Linked DNA regions of Mus musculus: regions 1 and 3 are each linked to region 2. A link is a contact called in public Hi-C data. All regions are on one chromosome and are shown on one strand. The core of a region is the stretch at or near the end of the contact, and the rest is flanking DNA. Distances in the headings are between cores, read along the strand shown.

What was found. A called contact is a pair of places that touch in the nucleus more often than the background predicts.
Region 1: a contact with region 2 is called in a Hi-C map of cerebellar granule neurons, with 4 times the contacts expected there. The contact joins two enhancer-like sites. A contact is called at or near these places in 1 of 15 datasets of contacts at CTCF or cohesin (pro-B cells), 4 of 484 Hi-C or Micro-C datasets (bone marrow-derived macrophages, cerebellar granule neurons and cerebellum), 1 of 115 datasets of contacts at active chromatin or transcription factors (embryonic stem cells) and 1 of 9 other capture datasets (embryonic stem cells).
Region 3: a contact with region 2 is called in a Hi-C map of myocytes, with 3 times the contacts expected there. The contact joins two enhancer-like sites. A contact is called at or near these places in 2 of 484 Hi-C or Micro-C datasets (the N1E-115 cell line and myocytes).

Annotation. Positions count from the first base shown.
Region 1 is chr3:21,725,232-21,729,393 of GRCm38.p6, forward strand. No RefSeq gene overlaps it. Among named protein-coding and RNA genes, the nearest start is that of Gm31693, 24 kb to the left of the region's middle. Within about 2 kb of position 1,645, at least 7 of the 459 cell types and tissues checked have an H3K27ac peak or open chromatin away from gene starts, as enhancers often do. A contact at or near this core is called in cerebellar granule neurons and cerebellum, where this site is marked.
Region 2 is chr3:20,659,658-20,663,849 of GRCm38.p6, forward strand. No RefSeq gene overlaps it. Among named protein-coding and RNA genes, the nearest start is that of Gm31466, 160 kb to the left of the region's middle. Within about 2 kb of position 2,409, at least 34 of the 459 cell types and tissues checked have an H3K27ac peak or open chromatin away from gene starts, as enhancers often do. A contact at or near this core is called in cerebellar granule neurons, cerebellum and myocytes, where this site is marked.
Region 3 is chr3:21,759,597-21,764,006 of GRCm38.p6, forward strand. All of the region lies in intron 1 of 7530428D23Rik (RIKEN cDNA 7530428D23 gene), which reads right to left. Among named protein-coding and RNA genes, the nearest start is that of 7530428D23Rik, 39 kb to the right of the region's middle. Within about 2 kb of position 1,800, at least 47 of the 459 cell types and tissues checked have an H3K27ac peak or open chromatin away from gene starts, as enhancers often do. A contact at or near this core is called in myocytes, where this site is marked.

The sequences.
Region 1 (4,162 bases), core at 395-2,894, 1.1 Mb after region 2:
TGCTAGTATGTCTTGTGTAGTTTCATCTAATGTCCGTTGATAATTACTGCAAGCCTGGCCATAATAGTGATTTTTTTATTTAATATATTTTTATCAGAGGATAGGGGAGAATGGTTCAAGGGGTAAACTTACTTGCTAATATAAACATTAGAACCTGAGTTTAGATCCCCAACACACATTAAAAATCACTTGTAACCCCTGGCCCTGGTGGGAAGTTAGGGGTGGGGAGGAAGAAAGATCCTTAGGGCTTGCTGGCAACCAGCCTAGCTGAAAAACAGTAAGCTTAGAGAGAGATTTCTTCTCAGGGGAATATGGTCATAGAGGAGTACTTTAGACTCTTGCATGTGGACACATTCATCTATATACCCAAACAGACACACAAGAACACACAGCAAACACCAAAATACATTGTTTCAATTATTATAACTTCTGGTGTTCTACAGAAAATTCACTACCATCTATTAATAGAAACAAAATAATACTATTTTTCCCTTTTGAAGACACAGGTGCTCTGAAGAAATACCCTATTTTACAGCTTCCTTCTTCAGTCTTCTGACTTGTGAGGCAGGAGGGGTGACCTTGGGCTGCACTTGGCAGAGGTTGTATCTGACTGCCCAGCAGATGCAGTGAGTGATGTCTCAAGATGAGAAGTCCTTATTTGTAAATAGAAAGAGCAATGAACTCAAGCATCCAGCTCTGAACATCTACAGGCAACAAAAGCTGGGACCCAGAAGCCAAACAGGAACATTCTACAAGATGAAAAGAAACCATGGAACAGAAAGGAAAGCCTCACTTAATTCAGATCAACCTTAGACCATCAAAGAGCCATGTTGCAGCATTAATTTACGTGACTAAAGCATAATCATGGGCTTTTTCTTGTCTAGTTAGACTTTAAGTCCCTTGATACGAGGACCAATGTCTTTAATTAAGAATAACATTTTCTGAAAGAAAACCAGGAGGCCAGAGAAATACTTCTTAGAATGGTTCTTGCCGCCCAAGCCTGAGGACCTGAGTTCAGACCTTCATATATGAACCTGTATGAAGCATGGTCTGGTACCTCAGCTGTGACACAGTACAGACACAAGAGGATTGTTGGAGCTTGCAAACCTAACTTCAGCCTAACTCCAGGTTCAGTGAGAGACCCCCATCTCAAGACAATATGGCAGAAGGCAATAAAGTGGGCCACTGGACATCCTCCTCTGGCCTCCATGTGCTCATAGGTCCACATATGTGCAGATACAACAAATACCTTCACATAAAATTTGAAAAAGAAAGAGAAAAACAGGGCACAACTGTCAGCCTGCTGGATGAATGGCTTGACAACAGCATAAATATAAGATACATCAAAAGGAACCAGGTCTCACAGCTCCTGCCCTGAGTGTGTTTCTGTCTATTACAATTCTTTGCCATAAACGTTCCATCTGAGAGGTTTCTGGCCAGAGGCAATAACATTTGGGAAGAAGAATTCTACAAACATCTAAGAACATGTAATAGACATGTGACATGGAGATCCTGAAAGTTTGGCACCGGCTCCTTTATCTCACAGCTGCAGTTCTGAAAGGGAATCCTGCCTTCATACCCCAGGAGTCTCTATAGAATGGGTAAGCTGCTGTGTGATTAGTGACAGAATCTGAATTGATGGCCAAGTTCCCTGATGTTCCTGTTGGAACTCTCCCTCCCCAGCCTGCTGCCTACAGATTCCCTGCTGAGGACCAGTCTGGAGCATCTGGAGGTTAGCCATGAGGCAGCTATAGGGATGGCCTGAAGCCTTGCCATGATGTAGGAGTCACAATCCCAATTTGCCATTCTATTTTGTTAGGACCAAAGGAAAACAGTGGGCCCTGGCTTGGCCACTTGGGTACTTTTCCAGATGAGTTTAACCCAAACACAACAGACTTAAATAAAATCAGGTTTGACAAACTATGGAAACAGATACATTTTCTATTTTCCTGGGATGTGGTCTACTAATTAAAGAAACTATTACAACCACAGCTTTTTCTGCAGGTCACAGCCTGAGGAGGAGAAACCCTGAGATCTCATGCTTAGCCACCGTCTGGACACTGGATTCCATACTGAGCACTGTCTGTATATAAAGCCACTTTTAATTCCTGCCCTCCCCTACCTAAAGTGGATGCTGTGAGGACAAATGAGAAGAGTTAGTGCTATCTTCTTCCCCGTCCATCTGGCTCTCTCGTTTGTAAGGACCATAGTAGGTTCCAGGCCAGAACTGAAAAAAAAAAAAAAAAAAAAGACAGACTGGAGCCAGGCTGAGGCCCTATGAGACAGAGAGGCAAAGATCCAAATTTGAGCTTGGATATGAATGAAGCAGAATTTCACATGATGAGATCAAATCAATCCTATGAACTTGTGGTTCTATAAAATCTTTGGCCAATGATTATGTTATCATTAAATTCTAAAAAGTACAATACAAAAGAGACCATATTCCAATTTAGCCCTAACTTGTGTGGGCCAAGCTTCTTGTCCCTCCTTGAGTGTTTAAAGTACCAAAGGGGAATTCACTACCAACTGTTTCATTTGGGTTCACGGGAGGCATTATTTGCAATGCCCTCTGGCTGTGAAAGATCCAACAGGATGCTAAAGTAGTGCACCAGTCTGAGCACTACAGATCATCCAGTTATTAAGCTTTCAATAAACCAATATGACAATAGTACCACACATGCTCAATATTAAAGTTGATTTTTCTATAAAGCCACTGTCTTATTTAGAGAGAGAAATACTTAGAACATTAGATCTAGTCTTATTCCACCCTTCACTCCAACTCCTTCTCACACATGCTTTTAGTCTCGCTGATCCTGTACTAGTTCCCACAGAGACTTCCCAACCAGGGACACCCACAGAGAAACAAATAGAAGAAGCAGGACCTGGAACAATTCTACTCTTTGTCAGTGCCTTGCTCTTTCTGGTAAAGTTTGCATAATTTACCACTAGAATCCCAAGATTCTCACTTATTGTTTCTGCGGTGACTACTCATTTCACCACTAACTCTGCTCTCCCTTGTTGTGCAAATTAAAAAGCTGCAGCTCAGACTCTCTGGCCTGAAACTGGCAAATGCAGACCCGGGACATCAATGGATAGAACTCCATGGAAAACAATTGCTGCAGACAAGAGACGCCTACCTCTCTGGAGAGACAGAGTGTAATGTTCTGAGACTCTAGTAAAGCCACAACTGTGATCTACAGAGATCTACTTGCTAACAGTCTCAGTGATAATCCAATTAATAGGCTTTCAATAAACCAACACCATAGTAGCATCATTTCTTCTAATTCAAGATGATCTTTGTCCTTAAGAGAAAGGAACATGACATTAAGTGACATTTGTCTTAGAAATATCACCCAGTTCACAAATGTGCAGAGCAAAGTGTTCAAGAGAAAGAATGTAGGCTGTGTTAACTGCAGCTGTGCAATGGGGTGCGCCTGGAGGGCCCTGTAAGCATAAGACGAATGAATGACACAGGCAGCTACAGTGTCCACAATGCACTACTGCACTGAAAGCCATGCAGAGAAGCATGCGTGTTCTAGACCTCAGGACTGGGAAGTACACCGTATGTGAAAATAAAAGCAGTGCCCTGACATCTTTGCTGGGGAGGAGGATAAACATTGGTTTTCCTGTTTGTTGCTTAGTGTTGTTTATTTTGATTAGAGGGAAAGCAGGGGAGCCAAGAGAAGAAAGCAAGCACTCTCTGCACCCACGTGGGATGTCGCCCTCACATCACTTGGCTGCTCTGGATGCTGACTCGGAGCAAAGGCAGCAAGGCTCCATGATCAAGGCTTCCTCATGTGTCAAGCATGAGAGCCCCCAAATCCCAGGCTTGGCATAAAGAAAGAAAGGGATGATGCGGCAAAATTTTGTCTTCCTAGAGATTTGGGAGCGCACATTACAGAGCAGTGGTGAGCATGGCAGCAGATAGGATTGTTTACACAAGGGGGCTCAGTTGAATAGAATATGAATCCATCTGTCTCACAAGATCAAGAGTGAATTTTATTTTTGGAGTTTGGGGTTTGAAGAATTTTCCTTACACATGTAAGGCCTTGGTTCTATTGTTTGCATTGCACGTGTGTACACACACAAACACACAAACATGCGTGTGTACAAACACACAACCAAACACACACACATACACAGAGGGGGTACAGAGAGGGAG
Region 2 (4,192 bases), core at 1,159-3,658:
TGGAATTTTTTGTGGCTGAATTTACTGATTCTTTGTTGTTGTTGTTGTTGTTGTTTTTGAGACAGGGTTTCTCTGTGTATCCCTGGCTGTCCTGGAACTTACTCTATAGACCAGGCTGGCCTCGAACTCCGAAATCTACATGCCTCTCCCTCCCAAATGCTGGAATTAAAGGTGTGCGCCACCACTGCCTGGTGAATTTACAGATTCTTAAAAAGAATATTGAAGAGGTAAAACAGAAATGTGCTATGCATGCCTCTGGCCCTAAATTTGGCCTCTCCTCTGTTGGGGAACCTGGATGCCACAGGTACACCAGCTCTGAGAAGACTGGGCAAAGTCCCAGAGGGGTCCCAGTCCACGTGTCCAGGTTTCTTCTTGGTGTGTCATATATGGCTGCATGCCAGGCTGGAAGGAGGAAAGCTAAGTCCAGTATGCGGAGGATCCAGACCAAGTTAGAAATGAGGGATGGAGGGGTGGGACAAGAGAGAAAGCCTTCTTTGGGAGTCTTAGTGTTGCAGTGAAGGCCTCTTTTAGGTGAAGGCCTTCCCTGTCGGGATCTCTAATAAAGCAGCTCTCGGAGACAATCTTTGCTTGTTCATATTGCTTTATTTGGCGTGGATTTGGATGCACAGACTTTATTCATGATGAACCAAGAATTATATAATTTTGAGAAAGGGCATGAGAATATCCAGGAATGGAAGGTCATTAGCTGAAGGCTAAGGCTACTGAGATACCTCATTTGTATTGAGAAGCTTTCCATGTCCTATGCTATGCTATGTGACTGAGTGCCTGTGGTCATCTTGGTTGAGTGTCATGGTTACCTGCTCCAGAGCAGGCATTAGAGGCAGGGAGGGAATATTCCACTCCTACCATTTCAGAGCTCCAAGAGTCCCAGTGTTTGAGCAAGCTCCACTTTACCAGTTCTTATGCTCGTCTGCTGGCATGAACATCGTGCCCTACACACGTGCTGACTGGTCCAGTGGCTTTCCATGTGTATATTAGCACCTTTCACCATCAACGAGTGGAAGAATCTCTCACACACCTAGCATTGACTTCTCCATCTGGGTGATGCAGCCCTTTCCGTGTGTGTCTACTGCACCCATGGCTCAAAGCACTCCAGACTCTATATCTCACATCCCATTTCCTGTTTCCCGAACCTTCCGAGGATGTTCTTTATACTCTTCTCCACTCTAGTTTTTAGCCCCATCCCCTAGTTTTTTAACCTAAATATCTCAAAACTGTTACTGCAGAGCCTTTCCTGACTTTGCTCCTTTTTCCTAGACAGTAATTGAATGGCCTGATGAGGATTTCACTGTCTTGTGTAGTCAGCATTGGTTACTCATATTGAAGCTGTGACCCTGAAGGACAAATATTATATATACATTTGATTCTAAATTTTTAAATCCAAATACATTCCTGGCCCAACACTTATACTTCCTCATCTTGACATGTCTTTTCTGAGCTCAAATGAAGGACACAATCAGAAGAGTAACTGGATCATATTCGGATCTATTCATAAGTGACACTATATATAGTCTCTTACTTTAAACTAGTCTGCTAATTTGTTTCAAGTGGACAATCCACATATTTTCTGTGTTTCTGCTCATTTTCAAAACTGAAAATAACAAGGATATGTTATATTCATCCAAACTAATCACATCAGAATGATCTTTTTACTATTTTGGACCATTGCATTTTATGTCTTGTAAGCTCTGAGAAGGGAGTGACTTTCATGAAACTCATGGATTTTCCCTCAAAGCTGGAAGCAAACCCGAAGTTAAATCTGATAATATCTGAAATTTACAGATGGGAAGAACGAGACCCCATGAACAGTGGGGGTTTTCCTATTGACAGAAATCATTAATAATCAAACTAGGATAAGTGCTTCCGGGCCAACCAGATATTATAGATGCTTGTTTCCTCCAGCAAGATTATTAGATCCTGGGAAAAGAAATGTTATGGAATTGCTGGTGATCCTATAACTGTCAATCAATTCTAGGCCAGGAAATCCAGAAGTTAAGGAGGTGGTTATCTTGCTAGGGAAATTCTAAAAGCCTTCCTGATGAGTTGACATCATAACAATACAGACTGTTTTCACAGAGGGAGGGCTCTGTTTAGTTTGCTTGGAGAGAAGGCAGCAGCAGTACAATTTTGATGTTTCTTGTTCTCCCTCTTCTCTTGAATGAGCAGCAGGCATCTCTCTCCTTCCCCCTCCCCAGGCAGCCCCTAACTCCTGTCAAGATGCACTGACAGTCCTCTGAGATAAATATTCTTATCTTGTCCTAGCCAGCTTCCATCTGGATAAAGGTATCTATCTCATGTAAATATTTCCCAGGCCCCTATCTCTGCAGGACTGAAGTGCTCAATTAGCTATGGACTAAGCCTTTGCAGCAAATGGCACAAATGGTGAACAGCTGCTATGTTTCAGGAGAGGTGAGGTCATCCCTATATATAGAGCCTGGCAAGCTGCTTGTAGCCCTAGCCGCTCTCAGCATGCAAACCACACCTGAGCTATAAGTCAGTCATCTGCCTGGAATGACAGGGTCATGGCAGATCTTTCCTTCTTTGATGGGCAACTCAGAAGGAGATCAAAGTCCTTTACAATTTTTCAGCTCTTTCTCACAACTGCTGCTTACAGCATTTTCTATTACTTTTTTTTTTCCTGCCAGCATTATACATAATAAAAATCATTGCCTACAAAACTGGCTTTATTTTCTTTCTTGATTTTTCTCTTAATAACCTGTGGTTTGACTATAGATAATTTCATAACATATTATCAGGGTACCTATAGAATTGTCACTTATTAGCATCTTGGCAATAAGTCATGCTGTACTTATTACTCTTTCTCCTGTATTTCCTATTACATCATAAAACTCCTTTTTCCTGGCACAGTGTACTAGAATGAATATGTCAAAGTGACTATTCCTAAACCCTTATTAACTCTGATGACCTAATCACTGCTAAGATGGCATGATTGTTGTAGCTTCTACAAAAATCTAGAAACGATGAGACAATCTGCTCTTAGACTCCAGTTGGTTCTCAGTTGGGCTGTAGTTATGACTGTGATGATTGAAAACGGTCCTGAAATAATGCCAAGTGATGGCTAGATCTCCCCATCATTTGATTGATTCGAATTTTCTGTAACTCAGAGACAAGGACAGGACAATTAGTGAATTGTATAAAGCCGGCTACATATATAGACAAGATATACTTGTTACTGGGGGTCTTGCAGTCAATCTAGCTTCAACTACCCTCAACTGTGCACTCTAGAAAACCCACAGAAGCCAGTGAGCTTCTGTTTCATCACCAAGAAAAGAGAGATGACAATCTCCAACCACTTTGCTTCCCTCACAAGGTGAGGGAGATTCTCCTGCAAGAATGTGTTCACAATGTCGTGTCCATTAAACCATCTGGCGAGTGGGGGCAGTGGCTTGAGATATGGCTCAGTGGTTTAGAGAACAAACTGCTTATTCACAGGACCATAGGATCTGACAGTGCCCAAGTCAGACAGTTGTGAACAAGAAAGACCTACCTGAATGGACAACTTCTTTAAGTAAGTTATAAATTTCTGCTGTGGTTCACAACATTCTATCCTCAGTGTAGAGTGCAGAGAGCAGTCCAACATAAGTAAACATATTGCTTACACTAATACGACTGAGTGTTCTTTAGAGGCACAGATGACAGCATGTAAAACTCCCCTGCCACTTCCTTTTGTCTTGCCCACTCCTGTCAGCACTCAATCTGTTTAGGTCATTCAAAGTCACCTAAATTGCTGGTCTGCAGCTAGCTACTTACAGGTAGGAGTGGCGAGAATTCAGCTGATTTCCTATGAACTTCAGCCTGCATTAAATAGACTTTCAAGTTGCTTTAAAATTCTTAGTTTATTCTTAAGGATTCCCCTCCTGGGTTTCTGTGCTCTCTCTATAAAATGGCAATGTGATAAACCCCTCTGCCAAGGCATGGCTGTTGAAAACTCAAGAGTTTTTATTTAATCATGGTGCTGAGTTCCTGTCTAGCCTTGGATATGCTATTTTACATTTCAAATATTCCATCTGTAAAGGATGAAAGGTAATCCTTACTTATCATACAGGGACTTGAAGGATGATAGATGATTTGGTGTTTTAAAGAGCTGTGGACACACTAAGTCCAAAATAACTGATGTTTCAGTTGTCTTTGAAATAACTCAGGGTAGTGG
Region 3 (4,410 bases), core at 550-3,049, 1.1 Mb after region 2:
ACAATTTGCAAAACACAAGAACATCAAGAAGAAGGAAGACCAAAGCGTGGATACTTCATTCCTCCTTAGAATATGGAACAAAATACCCATGGAAGGAGTTACAGAGACAAAGTTTGGAGCTGAGATGAAAGGATGGACCATCCAGAGACTGCCCCATCCAAGGATCCATCCCATAATCAGCCACCAAACGCAGACACTATTGCACATGCCAGCAAGATTTTGCTGACAGGACCCTGATATAGCTGTCTCTGGTGAGGCTATGCCAGTGCCTGGCAAATACAGACGTGGATACGCATAGTCTTCTACCGGATGGAATACAGGGCCTCTAATGGAGGAGCTAGAGAAAGTACCCAAGGAGCTGAAGGGGTCTGCAACCCGATAGGTGGAACAATAATATGAACTAACCAGTACACTCGAGAGCTTGTGTCTCTACTTGCATATGTAGCAGAAGATGTCCTAGTCGGCCATCATTGAGAATAGAGGACCCTTGGTCTTGCAAACTTAATATGCCCCAGTACAGGGGAACGCCAGGGCCAAATACTGGGAGTGGGTGGGTAGAGGAGCAGGGCAGGGGTAGGGTATAGGGGACTTTCGGGATAGCATTTGAAATGTAAATGAAGAAAATATCTAATAAAAAAATTGAAAAAAGAACAAGAAAAGAAATCAAGGTGAGCACAAACAAGTGAGCAGATTAACATGAATTCATTAATTCCTCTCCACTCTTGACTATGGATATGATGTGACTCTTTGTTTGAAGCTCCTGTCTTGACTTCTCCACCATAATAGGCACTAATCTAAAATTGTAAGCTGAAATAAATCCTTTTATTTTATCACAGCAACAGAAATGAAACTAGGACCAGTTTTTAAAGCTGAATCTTTAAGCTCATTGTACATTGCTATTCCCCCAAAAGAAGGAAAAGATAGAACTTGAGTCTGTGTATTCAGAAGTGACTACCATGAGAGGTAGAGAACACCCTATCAACCAAGAATAATCTCTTGACCTCATCAGGGGCACAGAACATAAACCACAAGAAGCTTCATGGAAAGTGAGTGCTTAAACTAAGCCCTAAAGTATGTTAACCAGAGCCTGGAAGGAAAAGTCTCCCAGAAAGATAGGATGGTATGTGCTGAGGCCCAAGTAGCTGAAGCCCAGAGGGAATATCCGGGAGTTTGAGCTCATGGACCTGACAGAAGCAGTAAGAAACAGGACTGTTTTGCTCACCACTGTTTCTACTACTTACAACAAGTCTCAAAAATATGGGGGAAAAATATAAAGATTTCAGTTGGGAAACACAAATAGAAAACAAGCTTTAAATGTCCTGAAGGGTCTGTGGCTAGTCTTCAGTATAAGATTATGAAATGTGAAGTTATTGAGACAAAGACATGGCCTGAGTTTTACTTTAAGTAGGAAGTTAGTTGAAAGATAAGCTAGCTCATGGAGAGACGAGAACAGAGTTCAGATAAGGACAAGGGTCAAAGGAGGAAAGATGAAGTCAGAGGATTATAAATCACCCAGGCAAGAAGGAATGAAAGTTTAGACATTGAGAAGAGGGAAGAACACAGATATCCAAGAGTTATGACCAGAGGAGAAGCTTCACTGTCTCCTCTTACCCCACCTTTCCTACCTCACCTGCAGACAACAGAAAGTCCTTATAGGGACTCAGATACCCCTGATGTAAATACCAACTTGACAGAAGAATACACAGCTACTTAATCACACTAATACTTCATCTCTATGACTAAGCAGTAGGTAATCCCAGACAGCTGCCTAGAAGTTCCCAAACATGAATTTGTTTGGCAAGAAAGACCAAACATTCTGATTTGGGGTTGAGCTTTTGTTCTTTGGCTAAAGGCATTGTGGTCTGTCATACATAGCCAAGATCTCCATCTTCAAATTATCACCCAAGTAAATTTTTTGCAAGCCAATAGTGATTGTTTCCACTTTCAGCCCTAGCCAGAACTCAACTTACATAGAATCCAAGCCTGGGTATTGCTAATACTCCTTGCATTATGACCTGTGGGGTTAGTACTGTACCCCCATGTTTCAATGGTTAGGAAGGCCTTCACCATATTTAGCTTAAAGGAAAGAATCTCAACAAAATATGGCACATCAATTTTGTCGGTGATAATAGGACTATGACTGAGACCTGGGGCTAGAAGGAACCAAGCACTTAGAGCCTTCTTTCTGTGCTATTTTGGCCAAAGTAGGAAGTCTGGAAGATTTTGGTCTACTTATACTCAGGTCTCTTTTCTGTGGGTTCAGCATTAGTAATGCTCCACCTTATTCGAGGCAAGAAGGAGACTGCATAAGTTCTTCAAAGTTTCCTGCTCCTGAAAGCAAAAGCCATTTGTCTGCAGACCTAGGAGATGAGAATTTCTGGGTAAGAATTAGTGGCCATGTTGCTTTAATTATGATGCAAAATACATTGGCACTGGCACATCTGAGTATATCCCTGGCTCCAAACACAGTGGTTTTCAGGGTGGTGCCACGGCTGATGATGTTGCATCATAGCTGAGGCAGACTGGCAAGCTTCCACTCACCCTAGAGTCTCCACTCTCCGTGCCAACATGCTTCACCACCACCCCCCAGCCCACAAATATGCCACACAGGATCTTCCACAAACACACCATTTTCCCTTCAGGAAACAGTGTGGCTGTCCCATCCTCATTTCTTTTGGGACGTGCATTCTATTTTGCCCAGATTCTCTGAAAATCAGATGAGGCTTACCTCTAACCTAGCAGAACTTTGCCCAGACTTGCTGACCACAGGTGCCACTTCCTCAGCAAAAATACCTGCAGCCCAGCCATTTTTTGCTTTAGCTGAGTTACAGAATTCTTTAGAAGCTAACAGCACGACTATCAATCTGCCTTCCCAGAATTGCTTGGAATGTCTTCCTTTCTCAGTGGCTGCTAGGTACCTGTACAGGACCTAGGTGAGGGAAAGGCCATGGCCTGCCCATATCTAGGCTGCCTTTCTCCTTCCTGAACTCCACTTTTCCAGGAAGCCTCAGAGTAAACTAAGACACTGTGAATCTTTTGTCAGGACTCTGGTGTCCTTTGAAATAAATTAGTCTTAAATGGTATGTACCTCAAATTTAACTGATTAGTGACCCATGTTAGAATGAGATCAGAAAGGGATTTAAAAAAATATATTGTATCACTTTGACCATTTTCATTGCCTTTCTTTTAATCCATTTGTCCATTTAAGAATTTTTTTAAATTGTTCTTGTTAAATACAAAGGATAATGATAAGTTAAATAAAAACAAGATTATTGACCTATGAGAGTGTTTCATAGGAGACTACTTCTAAAAGATATCAGAACAATGTATATATCAAGGAGAAAGAAAGTGTACCACTTACTATTGAAATAGTGCTTTAACAATAAAAGAGACACTGGAAAGATGGCTCAACAATTAAAAGTGCATACTGTTCTTGCAGAGAACCTGAATTCAGTTCCTTGTACCAGTGCCAGGCAGCTCACAACATCCTATAACTCCAGCTGCAGAGGATCTGACACCTCTGGACTCTATAAGTACCTATATCCTCCCACCCACATGCAAACACACAGATACACTGTAAAACAGATAATGAAAATAAGTCTTTAAATGAATACATAAACTAAAAAGAAACCACCACGTGTATGTCCAATAATTCTCCCTTGTATTTTCTCTCCTTGGGAAAACTAAAACAAGAGATACCTCTACCTTAGAGACATGATTAGAAGAAAGAAAGAAAGAAAGAAAGAAAGAAAGAAAGAAAGAAAGAAAGAAAGAAAGAAAGAAAGAAAGAAAGAAAGAAAGAAAGAAAACTCTCACCTAAAAGGAAATGAATGATTATTATGGAGCTAGATATTAATTACTATTATCTGGGAATACGGATTTAGTTTGTCCTGAAAAGGCAAGCTCCACTATGATAGTGATACGTGGGATTTTTAAGTTAGGAAACAAAAAAGTCATATTTGAAGGCATTTATTGAAGGCATTGATAGGCAGGTTACAAAAAAAGCAGAGAAAACTTCTATATATTTCAGAATTATCTAATGACATTCTTAGATTCTGAGTTTATGGAAGCTAGTCTTCTGCTAACATTTTTCAAATATATTTTCAAGACTTTAATAGACAGAATGACACTAGATCAGACACAGGAGTGGATAAGGAATGGTTTTCAAAAGGACCTAAAATAGGCCAGGATAACTTGACCCTTACATTTTAATACTCTACAACCCAAAAGTTGGTCATTTAGCCTAGAATCATTTACACAGATAGACTCATCCTTCCTTTCTGTGTTGTTCATTCTTTCTTTCTTCCTTCCTTTCTTTCTTCCTTCCTTCCTTTCTTCCTTCCTTCCTTCCTTCCTTCCTTCCTTCCTTCCTTTCTTTCTTTCTTTCTTTCTTTCTTTCTTTCTTTCTTT